3 separate regions of the Mus musculus genome follow, and all the other regions are linked to region 2. A link is a contact called in public HiChIP or PLAC-seq data. All regions are on one chromosome and are shown on one strand. Each heading gives the region's core, a stretch centred on a gene start, on an enhancer-like site or on the middle of the called end of the contact. The rest is flanking DNA. Distances are from core to core; before and after follow the strand shown. Region 1 has its middle 20 kb from the start of Gm31012. Region 2 overlaps Gm30881 (a long non-coding RNA gene). Region 3 overlaps Dop1b (DOP1 leucine zipper like protein B).

Evidence for each region. HiChIP or PLAC-seq counts read pairs in DNA pulled down with a chosen protein or histone mark.
Region 1: an H3K27ac HiChIP or PLAC-seq map of embryonic stem cells shows a contact between it and region 2, with 9 read pairs. The contact joins two enhancer-like sites. A contact is called at or near these places in 1 of 484 Hi-C or Micro-C datasets (B cells), 6 of 115 datasets of contacts at active chromatin or transcription factors (the 230-238 cell line, the HPC-7 cell line, embryonic stem cells and 1 more) and 3 of 9 other capture datasets (adipose tissue, liver and pancreatic islet).
Region 3: an H3K27ac HiChIP or PLAC-seq map of the HPC-7 cell line shows a contact between it and region 2, with 5 times the contacts expected there. The contact joins two enhancer-like sites. A contact is called at or near these places in 1 of 484 Hi-C or Micro-C datasets (the AML12 cell line), 5 of 115 datasets of contacts at active chromatin or transcription factors (CD8 T cells, the HPC-7 cell line, the SCID.adh cell line and 2 more) and 4 of 9 other capture datasets (adipose tissue, embryonic stem cells, liver and 1 more).

Annotation. Positions count from the first base shown.
Region 1 is chr16:93,906,617-93,911,098 of GRCm38.p6, forward strand. No RefSeq gene overlaps it. Among named protein-coding and RNA genes, the nearest start is that of Gm31012, 20 kb to the right of the region's middle. Within about 2 kb of position 1,360, at least 63 of the 459 cell types and tissues checked have an H3K27ac peak or open chromatin away from gene starts, as enhancers often do. A contact at or near this core is called in embryonic stem cells and memory CD8 T cells, where this site is marked.
Region 2 is chr16:93,814,791-93,819,555 of GRCm38.p6, forward strand. The region is part of intron 1 of Gm30881 (a long non-coding RNA gene); the gene reads right to left. Among named protein-coding and RNA genes, the nearest start is that of Morc3, 15 kb to the right of the region's middle. Within about 2 kb of position 1,756, at least 237 of the 459 cell types and tissues checked have an H3K27ac peak or open chromatin away from gene starts, as enhancers often do. A contact at or near this core is called in the HPC-7 cell line, embryonic stem cells and memory CD8 T cells, where this site is marked.
Region 3 is chr16:93,748,515-93,752,951 of GRCm38.p6, forward strand. It overlaps Dop1b (DOP1 leucine zipper like protein B), which reads left to right. Exons shown (of 37, transcript NM_027293.1): 6 at 610-708; 7 at 1,376-1,499; 8 at 3,610-3,719; 9 at 4,321-4,435. Among named protein-coding and RNA genes, the nearest start is that of Dop1b, 39 kb to the left of the region's middle. Within about 2 kb of position 1,552, at least 31 of the 459 cell types and tissues checked have an H3K27ac peak or open chromatin away from gene starts, as enhancers often do. A contact at or near this core is called in the HPC-7 cell line, where this site is marked.

The sequences.
Region 1 (4,482 bases), core at 110-2,609, 91 kb after region 2:
AGAGCTTGCTACCCTTAGGGGAGCTGCGCGGTAACTGGAGGACACCCCACTGAAGGGCAAGTGGGATCTTTGGCCTCCGTAACTCCATAACACATCCAGATGTAACTACCCGAGGGACTCCACAGAACTGTTGATAAGGGTGTACACAGACCTGGGTAGGTTGGTAGTGAACAGGCGGCTGCTGCAGGCTCTGCTCCTGCCTGGACGGGGGCTGGGGAGGGGTGAATTCAGCCCTCAGCAGCTGGAGCAGTTCCAAAGCGCCATGCTTGCTTGCACCAGATGGCTTGCTCAGACTTGAGGAATTTTAAAATTTAAGAATATTTGCTATGCATGAGTGTTTTGCCTGCATGTATGTATGTGGATCACATGGGTGCCCAGGAAGGCTAGAAAAGGGTGTCTGATCTCCTGGAACAGGAATTACAGGTGGTGATGAGCTGCCTTGGGGGAAACTGGGAACTAAACTTGGGACCCTCTGCAGAGGCAGTGGGTACCATTAACCTCCAGGGATTTAACCCTTAATTGCATCTAAAAACTCTCCAACTCAACCTCCCAAATTAGCTACCAACTCGGGCCAGTGCTGGGAACTGAGCAAGTGCGCGAGGTTCAGTGAGGTAAACCAGCCTGGACCAGAGAGCAGATGGTAGCCTGAGTCCGGCTGGTTGGCCTCCTGGGTCACCTTGAGTAGAATCCCCACATCCCGATGCCCCTTGGAGCATACATACGACCCAAAGCACTTGTAGGTCAATCTGTGCCTGCTGCTGATTCTCACACAGCAGGCCCTTCCCTCCGCAGCCCCTCGCAGCTGCCTGCACTTCTATTGGCCTTTTTTTCCAGGCTAAACATCCTTGGGGAGAGGGGACCTTCAGACTTTCCAGCTCCCCATCCTGGGTGGAGGGAACTGTCTCTGCAGCCCAAGAGACACCATGGAGCCAGGAGAGGCCCATTTGTTCTTCTCTCAGGGAGGAGGAGCCTGGAGGCCGGCTATGGAGGGGTGCTGTTTCCTAGCTTGCTCAGCTTGCTTTTTTATAAAACCCAGGAACACCAGCCCAGGGATGGCATTGTAGCCGCCAGTGGCCACGGGCTCCTGGGTTCCTAAAAGGAAAGCTGTGGATGGATGGGAAGGACAGCGAGACAAAGTTCTCTGATCAAGGCTCAATATTTACTTTTGAGTCTGAACTCAAAAAGGGGGGAAACCCATCCCCCATATGCCAGGATCTTGTTCCCTTGTCAGGATCTCGGCAGGGCAGCCAGCTGAGGCTGCTCTGCAGGTAGTGGCTTCTTGCAGGAAGCTGCAGGTGTGGCAGACAATAGACTTTAGCTAGGTCGGAAGACTCCACCCCGGCTGTGGCAAACACAAGGTCTGAATCAGCCCACTCAAGGTTGGGGGAGGGCACGTGACATCACCCACAAAGAGCTGGGCCCACCTGCATTGCTCACTAAAAAGATGCCCTACAGCTGGATCTCATGGAGGCATTTTTTGTTTGTTTGTTTGTTTGTTTGTTTGTTTTCCGAGACAGGTTTTCTCTGTGTAGCCCTGGCTGTCCTGGCACTCACTTTGTAGACCAGGCTGGCCTCGAACTCAGAAATCCGCCTGCCTCTGCCTCCCGAGTGCTGGGATTAAAGGCGTGTGCCACCACGCCCGGCTTCATGGAGACATTTTTAAAATTGAGGCTTGCTCCTCTTAGATGACTCTTGTCAAGTTGACATAAACCCAGCCCGCACAGGGGCACAGAGAGGTGAGGTGCAGCTGGCTGCTCAGTGCTCAATGTCACACCTTTCTGGTTGGCTCAGCCTAAGTCACAGCTGGGTATGTGGTTTCCACAGCAGTCTGAGAACTTACTCCTGGGGCCTCTGCGTTCCCAGGGTCTCCTTTTATTTCTCCAGCCAGAGCTGGGTCCTCCCTCTCTTCTTGCACACATGTACTTACAAATGTACCCCCCCCCCCAAATCACACCAATCTGTTAGAAATGCCGATGTAAGTTTTAATAAAATATCAGGACATAGGTCATGTATAAATATGCCCGATAAAAAAAGATGAGTTTATTTTTAAAATCACAGAGCTTTCAACAACAGTTCAGACAAAAGCGTTATAAGAGCTCCTAATGTCCCATGGGCTTCTGCCAGCTTCCCTAGTTGAAAGAAGACAGCAAAGAAGCCATTTTTAATCTTTGTATTATTATTATGGTTTTATTATTATTATGGTTTATTATTATTATTGGAGGTTTTTTTGAGGTGGGATATTTCTATGTCATCCCAGTTGTCCTTGAACTGACAAAGACCCCCCCCCCCCCGCTTCTGCCTCTTGAGCGGTGGTATTAACAACGTGTTCCACAGTGCCGGGCAAGACGCCATTTTTTTAAGCCCTTCTATGGTGGTTATATTGATTTTTTTTGTTGTTTTTTAAGATTTATTTATTATTATTATATCTAAGTACACTGCTACAGTCCCTAATGAGATCTGACTTCGGACACACCAGAAGAGGGCGTCAGATCTCATTACGGAGGGTTGTGAGCCACCATGTGGTTGCTGGGATTTGAACTCAGGACCTTCAGAAGAGCAGTCAGTGCTCTTACCCGCGGAGCCATCTCGCCAGCCCGATGTTGATTGTTACTTGACAGGATCTTGGACACAAACCTTTGGCGTGTCTGTGAGGGGCTTGGGGGAATTCCATTTATTGAGGTGGGAAAGGGCCCCCTAACATGGGCAACACCATTCTGTGGGCTTGGGGTCTTGAACTGAATCAAAAGGAGAAAAAGGGGGTCAAGAGAGAAGGCTCAATGGGTTACCCCAACCCCGCCGACCTGAGTTTGATCCTCAGCACCTCCCTGGATCCCACGGATGAAAACAATACAAACACAAATGAACAAGCAGTGGAGAGGACCAGGTTCCCAGCCGTGCCTCTCCCTGTCCATCGGTCAGTTGCCCGAGTTATGTTCTACAGCAAGCGAGTCTGCTTTCACTTTAACCCTTTCCCTGAGAAAGCATTCAGTGACCATGAATTGCACCATCCGCATGAGGTCTGCCCAGGGTGGGCACCAAGGCCTCCGACCAGCTGTCACCCAGATGCCCTTCTGATGATGCTTTTAAATTAAACATTTAGGGTACATTTTTCTTTCGTTTTTTTGTTTTTAAATGTGTGTGCACCTGTATGTGTGGGCATTCATGTGCCACAGTGTGCGTGTGGAGGTCAGAGGACAACCTGTAAGAGTTGGTTCTCCCTTTCCACCACTCTGGTCCCGGGGATCGAACTCCCGTCTTTGGGCTTGGCAGCAGACCTCTATACCGATTGAGCCGGCTCACTGGCCTTCACTTTCAACCCTCTGTATCTCTGCTCCTCTCTGCTCCTTCCTCTTACTGTCTACCTTGTCCTTCAGAGAGTGATAAATCTTGGGCTCATCAGCCACCTTTCCGTCCAGTTTCCTGGTCATGTGTGGACTTTTCTGTTTCCCTCCCAAGGTACTTGGTTTGTAGTCTGGGAGGCATTTGCAGAGAGGGTTCATGTTTGCCTCAGCCTTGGCCCCCATCCAGCAGGGTTTTGACACAGTAACCTTCCCAGTGTAACTTCCTAAATAGACTGTTGCTGTAGTTTTTCTCTTTAAAATAAGAGGGGGGAGCCGGGTGTGGTGGCACACACCTTTAGGGAGGCAGAGGCAGGTGGATTTCTGAGTTCGAGGCCAGCCTGGTCTACAAAGTGAGTTCCAGGACAGCCAGGGCTATACAGAGAAACCCTGTCTCGAAACACCAAAAATAAATAAATTAAAAATAAAAATAAGAGGAGGGGGAAGAATTTTGTTTTTACATTTCCAACAGGCTGAACATTAATTTGTTTTTTTTTCCTCTTCAGTATTATTAGTTTTATTATTATTATTATTTCAGGTTGTGCTTGTAGTTTCTGTTGTACTTCCTAGAATTTGTGGACATTTGGGAATGAGAGGGAAGGCTTAGTGGGTAAGAACGAGCATTGCTCTTACAGAGGGCCTGGATTCCATTGCTAGCACCCACACTGGACAGCTCACAATCTTGTGTAATTCCAGCTCTGGGGGATCTGATGCCCCCTCTGTTCCCAGCTGCTCTGTACACACACACACACACACACACACACACAAACCTAAAAATAAAATAAATCTTTAATAGTAGCTGTAGGTTGACTGATTCCTTCCCTCTGCTTCAGGTTGGACCTTACCTGGTGCCCAGCCAATGGGGTAGCCTGTGGCAACAGAGGCCTTCTTTTCCGCTTACATTGATCCTAGTAAGTGCTGAGCAAATGGGTTTTTACGCTGAAAACAGATTCACACGTGACACGGGAGAGTCGTACGTTTGAAGGGACTCGGAGATGGCAGTCTTTACCCAGCACAAAGCTATGCTCTCAGCTGCCACGGGAACAAAAACGTATCCAGACCATCGGCGTTCATGGACTGACTGAGAAAATGAACCAGCACTGGGGGAGCTGTGCACGGAGCTGAACACACCCATCCTGACCCT
Region 2 (4,765 bases), core at 506-3,005:
GGCTAGTTTTATGTCAACTTGTTAAAGTCAAAGTCATCTGAGAGGAGGAAATACCTTAACAAGATCTAGCTGTAGGTGCTGGAGGCATGGCTCAGCGGTTAAGAGCGCTGAGTTCATCTGTGATGGGATCCAAAGCCATCTTCTGGTGTGTCTGAAGACAGCTACAGTGCACTCACATATATAAAATAAATAATTCCAAAAAAAAAAAAAATCTAGCTGTAGGGTATTTTCTCAATTAGCAATTGATGGAGGAGGGCCCAGCAAAAAAGCAGAGCCGAGCAATCCATGAGGAGCAAGCCAGTGAGCAGCACCCTCCGTGTCCTCTGACTCCGTCAGCCCGGTCCCCGTCAGCCCCCAGCCCTCGTCAGCCTCCGCCCCAGGCAGTCAGCTCCTGCCCAGTTTGAATTCTGGTCCTTGACTTGCTTTGATGATGAGCAGTGATATGGAATCGTGAGCCAGATAAACACTTTCTTTCTCAACTTGCTTTTTGGTCATGACATTTCATCCTAACAATAGAAATCCTAAGTAAGACAAGCACCTTTTCTCTTCTTGATATCATATGCTATGCAATGGGGTGCAGTAAAGAAACTGCCAACATGACTGCTCCATTAGGGGAAAGGTGTGTTTTGTTTTGTGGGTTTTTTTTTGGGGGGGGGGGGGACAATCCAGAGGCATTTGGAAGTGTCTAGAGGAGAGAAAGGTGTGAGGGGCGGGGAGTGGGGAGGGGGCTGTAAGACCTCAGGGAGGACCAAGCATAGGGCTGTAAAGACAAGGGAGTGCACAGCTTGGGGAGGGCCTCTTGGGGGCGGGGGGGGGGGGGGATGGAAAGCCCATTTCACAAGTTCCAGAGAAATGCTGGCTGGCTTTTTTCTAACCACCACAAACCCTATAGTCTAGTTTGAGCTGATTTCTAAACAAATGGAGGACCTGTGACCTAACAGGTATCTAAAAGAGCTTTACCGATTTCTGCAAACACATACTACTTAATCTATATTTATTACCGGTTCCTCCTACATAAACTTATCCAAGGGGAAATTTTTTTAAAAGGCATCACAAAGAAGATGTGCATGCAGATGTTCCCTGCGGCAAAGGCCTGAAGGGTGGCGTGAGGGCTCGGGCTAACTGAGCTTGATTGGCTTTCACAGCATGCTCTGTCCTGGCAGACGTCCATACCTCAGCTTCTAGGTTTTGTTTTGTCTGTTTTGTTTTGTTTTTGGTACGGAGTCATCTATCTTCCTGCCTCCACCTTTTACATGTGATGATCACAGCTGTGTGCGATGATTCTCATGACCACTCTGTATAGGAAGGAGCTCAAACCCAGGGCTAAGCCAGCCCTCTGCCAACCCAGCCACATCTCCAGGCTCTCGGTGCCTCGGGTTGATATTTTCTTTCTTCCTAATGAACGAGTTTCAATACCCACATTGAAGCCAGTTCAATTCCTCCCAGAAGTGGTGAAATTGACCCAAAGAACCACTACACTGAGACAAGCAGTGTTTTGGCAGGGGCGGTGCTGGCCGAGGGTAACAGGCACAAATAGCAACACTCTTGGTATTCTTCTAACAGGCCAGCGTTTAGGAGACAAAGACCTTCAAGGGTGTTGGTGTGAGTGAAGGCTGTGTGTGCAGGCATGAAGAGATCCCTCCTACCGGGCCCGCCTCACTTGCAAGGTTTCGATTCTTACTGTCCTGTTAGCATTTCTAAGGCAGCAGAGCCAAGGCTCAGAGCAGAGCCAGGAACTGAAACCAAACTCTCTCAGACTTTAGAACTCTGCACTCTCAACCTCAGCTCCGAGAAAGCGGAACAGGAAAGAGGCATCCGCTACAGCTACAGCGAAAGCTGGTTTGTTCTGGTTTCTTGGGCCACACCACCCATCTCTGACTTCCTGGAAACCCGCCAAAGCTGGGGCCACAGCATAGAGGAGGAGGAAGGCACAGAAGGAAATGAAGTAGAATGGGGCCAATCCACTGAACCTGGGAGCCAGTTGCCTTCCTTGATGAGTGTCAAGGAATACCACTCAATGCCACTGGTAAAAAGCCACATATCTGCAGAGATAATATATGTTCCTAAAGACAGCTCACACATAGCAAAAACAAACGCTTGAGATGCCTTCTTAACATATCAAAGTGAACTTGGCTCCCAGGTTCTCCCAGAATCCTTTGGTCTGCATGCCCTCCCCCCTCCCCTAAACTTCTCTAGTCCAGCTGACTGGGCTGCTGCTCATCCCTAGAGAATCCAACCATCTTGGTTACTGCTCCTCTTTTGGACATCCTGGATATTACAGCCGGCTCCCTTCTCTCTCCTCTCCCTTCCTGAGTCCTCCCTCCTCTCACATGGCTCAGAATCAGGTGTCCACTCTAGGCTCTTCCGGAAGTCCCTGCCTCTGATTATGCCGTCCCTTTTATCTGTAATAAACCTTCTCCTGCCGGGCGTTGTGGAGCAGACTTTTAATCCCAGCCCTCGGAAGGCAGAGACAAGCAGATCTCTGAAAGTTTGAGAACAGCCTGGTCTACAGAGTGAGTTCTAAGACAGCCAGGGCTACACAGAGAAACCCTACCTCAGTGATAATAATAATGGATGATGATGATGATGATAAACCTCCTCCTCTACCATACATAGGAGCAATCACATTCTTTCCATTCTCGTTTCTTCTTACATCCATACTGTGCTCACTTGGGGTCAGAAGATTTGTAACCCTGAGTTTCAACCTGTTGATACTGTGTCTAAAACCTAGCTACACACTTCCAGGAGCCATGGGAACAGTTCCGTTCACAAAAGGAAAGTCAGAAGGAAATCAAGTCAACAAGCACAAAGCTTTTTCTTAAGGTTTAAGCTTTGTTTAACCTTTTTCAGATGGGTAGTAAATTATGCTCTTTAAACAATGTAACTGGCCGGGGCGTGGTGGCACATGCTTTTAATTCCAGCACTTGGGAGGCAGAGGCAGAGGCAGGTGGATTTCTGAGTTCGAGGCCAGCCTGGTCTACAAAGTGAGTTCCAGGACAGCCAGGGCTATACAGAGAAACCCTGTCTTGGCAGGGGGGGGGGGGCGGGGGGGGCACGATGACGGGGGACGACAAGGGTGGGGGGGACAATGTAACTGAGAGAGCCACAGGGTCCACAGATGCGACTCTCCCTTGAGAAGCCCATCCACCACAGTTGTATTAGACTTTCCCAGAGTGCCTCTCTTTGTATTAACCCCCGTGCTTAATCTGTGTCATAAACTGCAACTCTGCTTCATATTGCTTGTCCTAACGTTCTTCTCTACAGTGAGGGAAAAAAAAAAAAACAAAAAAACAAAAAAACAAAAAAAATCTGTAATAGGACCCAATGCCCTCTTCTAGTGTTTCTGAAGACAGCTACAGTGTACTCATACAAATAAAATAAATACATCTTAAAAAAATAAAAAGGAGTGTGTATGTTCTCTGGTGGACTTACCTCCAACATTCTGGAGGTAGCAGCAAGATTCCAGACATTGACACACCAGGACACCAGGGGGCCTTAGATGTCCTGAGAAATATTGTTCCTATGGGGTATATACCATGAGACATTCTTGAGTCCCAGGAACTTCTCTGCTCCTATAGATCCATAGGCTCCCAACGTTTCTGCCCTAAACAGGATGCTACAGAAAGTCTCCTGGATCAATCCCCTTCAGAAGTGAGCCTGTTTATGACACCTTCTGCACAGGACACCTCAGGAAGGCAGGACAAAGCCCAAATTCCTCTGGGATCTGCATGAGCTGTCATTGGAGTCCCTGGTCTCAGTGCATGATGGTCACTTCTGCTTGTCTCCGTTAGGAGATAGTTTCCCGAGTCCAACCATCTCAGGAACAAAGTCTACCTGGAAGCAGGAACGAAAAAGTGAGATCATATTTGCAGGCTCCTAACCTTCTTCTTCAGATGTTTCACATTTGTCTGTTAACCAGTGAAGGACTTGCAGAGGGAAGTTTCCCTTATCCTGCTATCTAACTCAGGCACACAAGTCGTAAATGTGCTGCCTGTCTTGATTAATTGACTGTGGGGCCGCTTGCCCACTCCTTTGTTCCTTTATTGCTACAGACTTTAGGTCAGAGTCCAGGAGGGGACCTGGATACAAACGCTGTCTGAGGACCCTGAAACCACATGATCTGGAAATGACCTAGTCACCAAAATTAACTTCCTCGTTTAACGCCTTGTGTCAAAACATGATTTGTCGATGCAACAGCCACCCTGCTCTCCCTCACTTTGTGTTCCCATCCTTTAAAAACGGTGTACAGTCTCCCACTGGGGACAGAGTCCCGCTCCTGAACTGGCTGCCTCCCTGCAGGCAGAGAGCAACGCTTCTTTTATTCCAAGCTTCTCTCTCTGAAGTGAGTTCTCTCAGCTTCCACCCCAAACCCAACCGTCGTTATTGCCGGGTGTCCTTCTGTCTCTGTATGTTTCTCTCAGTTCTGTTTGTTGAGGGAGCATAGCTAAAAATGAAGGGGAGAGAGCAATACCCAGATACTGTTGAGGTGCTGAAAGGCTTCTGGGAGGGCTTGGTGAGCCACTGTGGATATACTGAGCACCGGCTTTCTCTGGGCAAGACCCACCTTCCTGGCTCAAGACCCATAGCCTCTTGTTAGGGACCAAATCCTTTTGGCTTGGCCAGAGAAACCTAAAACCTCCACCTGTTCTCTCAGCCCTGTGGGAAGAAATTGACATCCCTCTCTGTATGGCCGTCTTAGCCCATGACCACACCCAGGGATGAGGACATAGTGCACTTGCCTTGCTGGGGGGCATGTAGTTTTATA
Region 3 (4,437 bases), core at 302-2,801, 66 kb before region 2:
GGTTGTGACTGGGATATCGGAGATCCCTGTGCGCATGTCTCCCACTTTCCTGCCTGTGGATCTGGCCTGCTTGTCATCTGACCAGCCTACGTCTCTCTTGGGCCAGCAGCCCTCCCACCGGCATCCTCTACCCCACTCTCACCAGCTCTTTAGAGATTGCTTTTGTAAAGGGTGGCTTTGCGCACACCTGTCCTGTGCTTGTGGCTCTGTGGCTCACACAGTCCCAGTTCAGGACTTCCTAGTTGTCTGCTCCCAGCTGATGGATCACCTGTTCGCCCCACAAGCCTGTGTGTGTGTGGCTTTCAGCCTCAGTGCACCCGTCCCCTCCTGAGGCACTGAGAGACGCCTTTATTGAGAGAGGACACTTACTTGGTCGGTACTGTCTTGACTTGGGGTCCACTGGACCATGCGTCTTCGTTTGGTTTTACGTGAGGTTCCTATGGTCGTATAGCCCCATAGTCCCTAGAGCTCAGAGCCCTGTTCTCATCTCCTGTGTGGCCTAATGCCACGTCAAGAATCCCAGCCTAGGTGACTTAGTTTTATGGCTGCATAGCATAGACACAGAGTGTCAGGTGTCTCTGGAACAAGCACTGTGGTGTGTCATTTCAGGTGAGATCCCTGTGTGCTTCACTGCTAGACGCCAATGTTCTTGTGCAAAGAAATAACCTGGAGATCATCCTGTTTTTCTTCCCGTTTTATACCTGCCTGGTGAGTCGTGTGTGCCCTTCTGGACACTTCCCTGTCACTTCAAAGGCAAAGGCAGGTGCTGGTGTCACGGAGACTGCTCAGCCACTTGGCAGTCTCTGCTCGCCTCAGACCATCAATGGCCTTTTCTCGTTTTGTGGGCATCATGTGACTTCTCCTGGGAAGAGGTGAGCAGATGCCTCTTCATGCCAGATAGGGCAACAACGAATGGCTAGAGGATGATGTCATCTAGACCCAGCTTGGTGGGGCAGGGGAGGCGATGGTTTTGTTAGGGTCACTAGCAGGAATGTGGGTGACATAGAGGGAAGGGTCTACCCTGGCATTTCAGAGACACAGAGGCTCCCCTGGATACCCCTCTGAGTCTCACAGCCTTCATGGAAGAGTCTCCTCCCCAGCAGCGATACTGCTTATATAGCACTGGGAAGGGACCTCGTGTATCTGATAGCTCCCTTAAAGTTCCCGCAGCTCCCTGTACCTTAGTCTACCCCTCCAGATGGAATGCCAGCAGGCAGGCATTGACTGACTCCTTTGGCGGGGCTGTGTGGGGACAGCCAGCCTCTTGACAGCTATCTTCTGGGGATGGATGGTTAAGTAAAGCCACATGTCAAAAGTTAGAAGCCTGCTCAGCATTCATTCCCTGGAGGTAATGTTCTCTTCGTCCTCCCGATAGGACCCTGAGGAGCGAGCCATCCCTCTTCTCAGACGGGATGTTGTGCACATCCTCTCAGCTGCCACCCAGACACTCCTGAGAAGGGACATGTCTCTCAACAGAAGACTCTACGCCTGGTTACTAGGTACTGAGCAGTGTGTGAGCATGTGCCCCAGAGCTGGTTTGTGGACTAAATGATGCCCTTAGTGATGTCTCTGAATCATGAATTGTGGAAAAACAGCAATGACTAACACAGGCCTGGTCAGTTGAGATTGAACTCTTACGGGAGCTATGGTTATCTGCAGCTGTTTGTTTGTTTGTTTGCTTAGAAAAGTAAGGAAAGTTTTAAAATTCCAGATGAGTTTCAATTTAAGAGCCAGACAGAAATACCAGAAATCTGCAGCTAAATTATATTTAATGAGAAGCCTGTATAACAAGATCAGGAGAATCCCTGGACTGCATCCCTTGCAGTGTTTATGTATTCAACTTGCAAACTTATAGGCAGCCCTTGGCTGTTGGTCGGAAGACTCCCAGGAACAGAGCTCAGGGACTTAGAGGTCAAAGGAAAGCATTTTTATGTATAACTTCCTATGTTTATTTATGTGTGTTAAGAAAGTAAGCAGTGTGGACAGAACATGAAGCTTCAAGTGTGTTCAGCGGGTTCCCGACCCCTGAGCCTCACCCCAGCCCCTCCACAGCTTCCCTTGATCTCCAGGGTATATATGGATCTTACCACACTGATCTCAGGATCCGCCTCAGTGTTCCTTGTCACTTCCCCCTAGTTGTGAGATGTGCAAAGTCACTGTAAGGAAGCGTCTATGAGCACTCATTTCAAGATGAGTAACTGCAGGCTCGTGATATTTTGTTGTTGGTATTTTGGGGGCGGGGGCAGGATTTCTTGTGTCTCAGGCTGGCCTTGAATTTACAGGAGAGCCTTAGACCTTGTACTTCTGGTCCTCCAAGCCTCTGCCTCCCAAGTGCTGTGATTACAGGCATCAAGACAGTGTATACAGCACTGGGCAGGGGTGGGGGTGGGGTCTCTTTGGAAATTTTAGACTTTCTAAAAATTGTATGTGTGGCCGGGCGTGGTGGTGCACGCCTTTAATCCCAGCACTTGGGAGGCAGAGGCAGGCAGATTTCTGAGTTTGAGGCCAGCCTGATCTACAAAGTGAGTTCCAGGACAGCCAGGGCTATAGAGAAACCCTGTCTCGAAAAACCAAAAAAAAAAAAAAAAAAAAAAAAAAAAAAAAAAAAAAATTGTGTGTGTGTGTGTGTGTGTGTGAGAACATATGAATGTTGACTGTATTTGAGCATATAAGTGCAGTGCCTACAGAGGCCAGAGGAAGCTGCCATATTTCCCGGAGCAGGGAGTTACATGCTGTTGTGAGCCTCGTACCATGGGTGCTGGGAGCTGATCTCAGGTCTCTGCAAAAACAGTATGTGCTCTTAACCTCTGAGGCATGCTCCAGGCCCTCTTTAAGATTTATTTGGTTGTTTTTTGAAGGATGAGTTTGTAAGTGCTCATCTGTTAGAACATGGGATTCTAGCTGGGTGGTAGTACACGCCTTTAATCTCCCGCAATCAGGAGGCAGAGGCAGGTAGATCTCCGAGTTTGAAGCCAGCTTGGTCTATAGGACAGCCAGCACTGCACAAAGGAACTCTGTCTTGAAGAAGAAAAGGAAGGAGGAGGAAGAGGAGGAGAAGGAGGAGGAGGAGAAGGAGGAGGAGGAGGAGGAGGAGGAGGAAGGTGGCAGTCTGTGTATAGGGAAAGTGCCAGGCCTTGCTTATCTGTGACTGGGAACCTCGAGTTTCTGCTTATTCCACAAGGATGGTCTTCCTTATCCTGAAGATGCACTAACTGACCCAGAGCCCAGATGAGGGCATGCAGACAGACAGGCAGGCAGGCAGGCGGTCTGCCTTGCTGTCAGGTAGTGCTGGGGAAGTCAATCCCAATGGAGAACGACCTCTGTTGCAGCTATAAACATGCTGTAGAAGGGCAGTGAGTGGTTGGGCAAACTAGGCTGATGCTGGCTGGGCTGGGAGTCTCCCTGCCTGCTCCTTAGCCAGGACACCACTGTCAGATGCGGCTCCGTGGAGGGCACTTCCTACTGCATGCCCCTCCCTGAGAAGGGAGGTGTGACTCTGTCTGACTTTGCCTGTCTGTTGAAGGAATTGTACTTACTAAAATACCACAGCAGGAAGCTTTTGCACAATACCGTATCTTTTTACAGCTTGTGGTGTTTATTCTTTTATAGGTTCAGACATTAAAGGAAATACCATTGTGCCAAAATCTGAAATTTCAAATTCTTACGAAGACCAATGCTCATACTTTTTTGATAAATACTCCAAGGATCTTTTAGTTGAGGTAAAACCATTTCTAAAAATGGAAATTTGACCATAATTAGAACATTTCCCATTAAAGTATTTTTCTTTTTTTCTTCCTTTCTGTTTTTTGGGCTGGGTTGGGTTGGGTTGGGTTTTTTGGTGGTGGTGGTGGTGGTGGTGGTGGTGGTGATGGTGGTGGTGATGGTGGTGGTGGTGATGGTGGTGGTGGTGGTGGTGGTGGTATTTCTTTAAGTCAGTGTCACATTTCCCACATTGGCCTTAAACTCACTGCATAGCCTAGGATGACTGTGAACTTCCAATCCTCCAGCCCACCTCCAAAGCGCTGGTGTGTGCCACTGTGTCTAGTTTATACAGTGCTAGGCACTGAACCAGGACTTCATATGTGCCCGGCAGGCAATCCATCCACTGATCCTTATGGCTTCGGTGCATTTCTCGGAGTCCTCAAAGCAGACACTGGGTGTGATCCCTGAAGGACCAACATGCATGTGTTATGGGCTGAGGCTGCTCTCCATTTTCTTCCAGAGTGTTTAACCAATAATGCCGTACCCTACCATATATATTCTAACCCTAACCCTCCCACATACCGCCCCCTAATGTGTGCTTTGTGAACAAACCCACAGGCTCTGGCTGAGATACTGCACCAGAAGTTCTTAGACGCTGACTTAGAGGAGCGCCACCATGCATATCTGAAGCCTTTCCGAATCCTTGTCAGTCTGCTGGACAAGCCGGAAATAGGT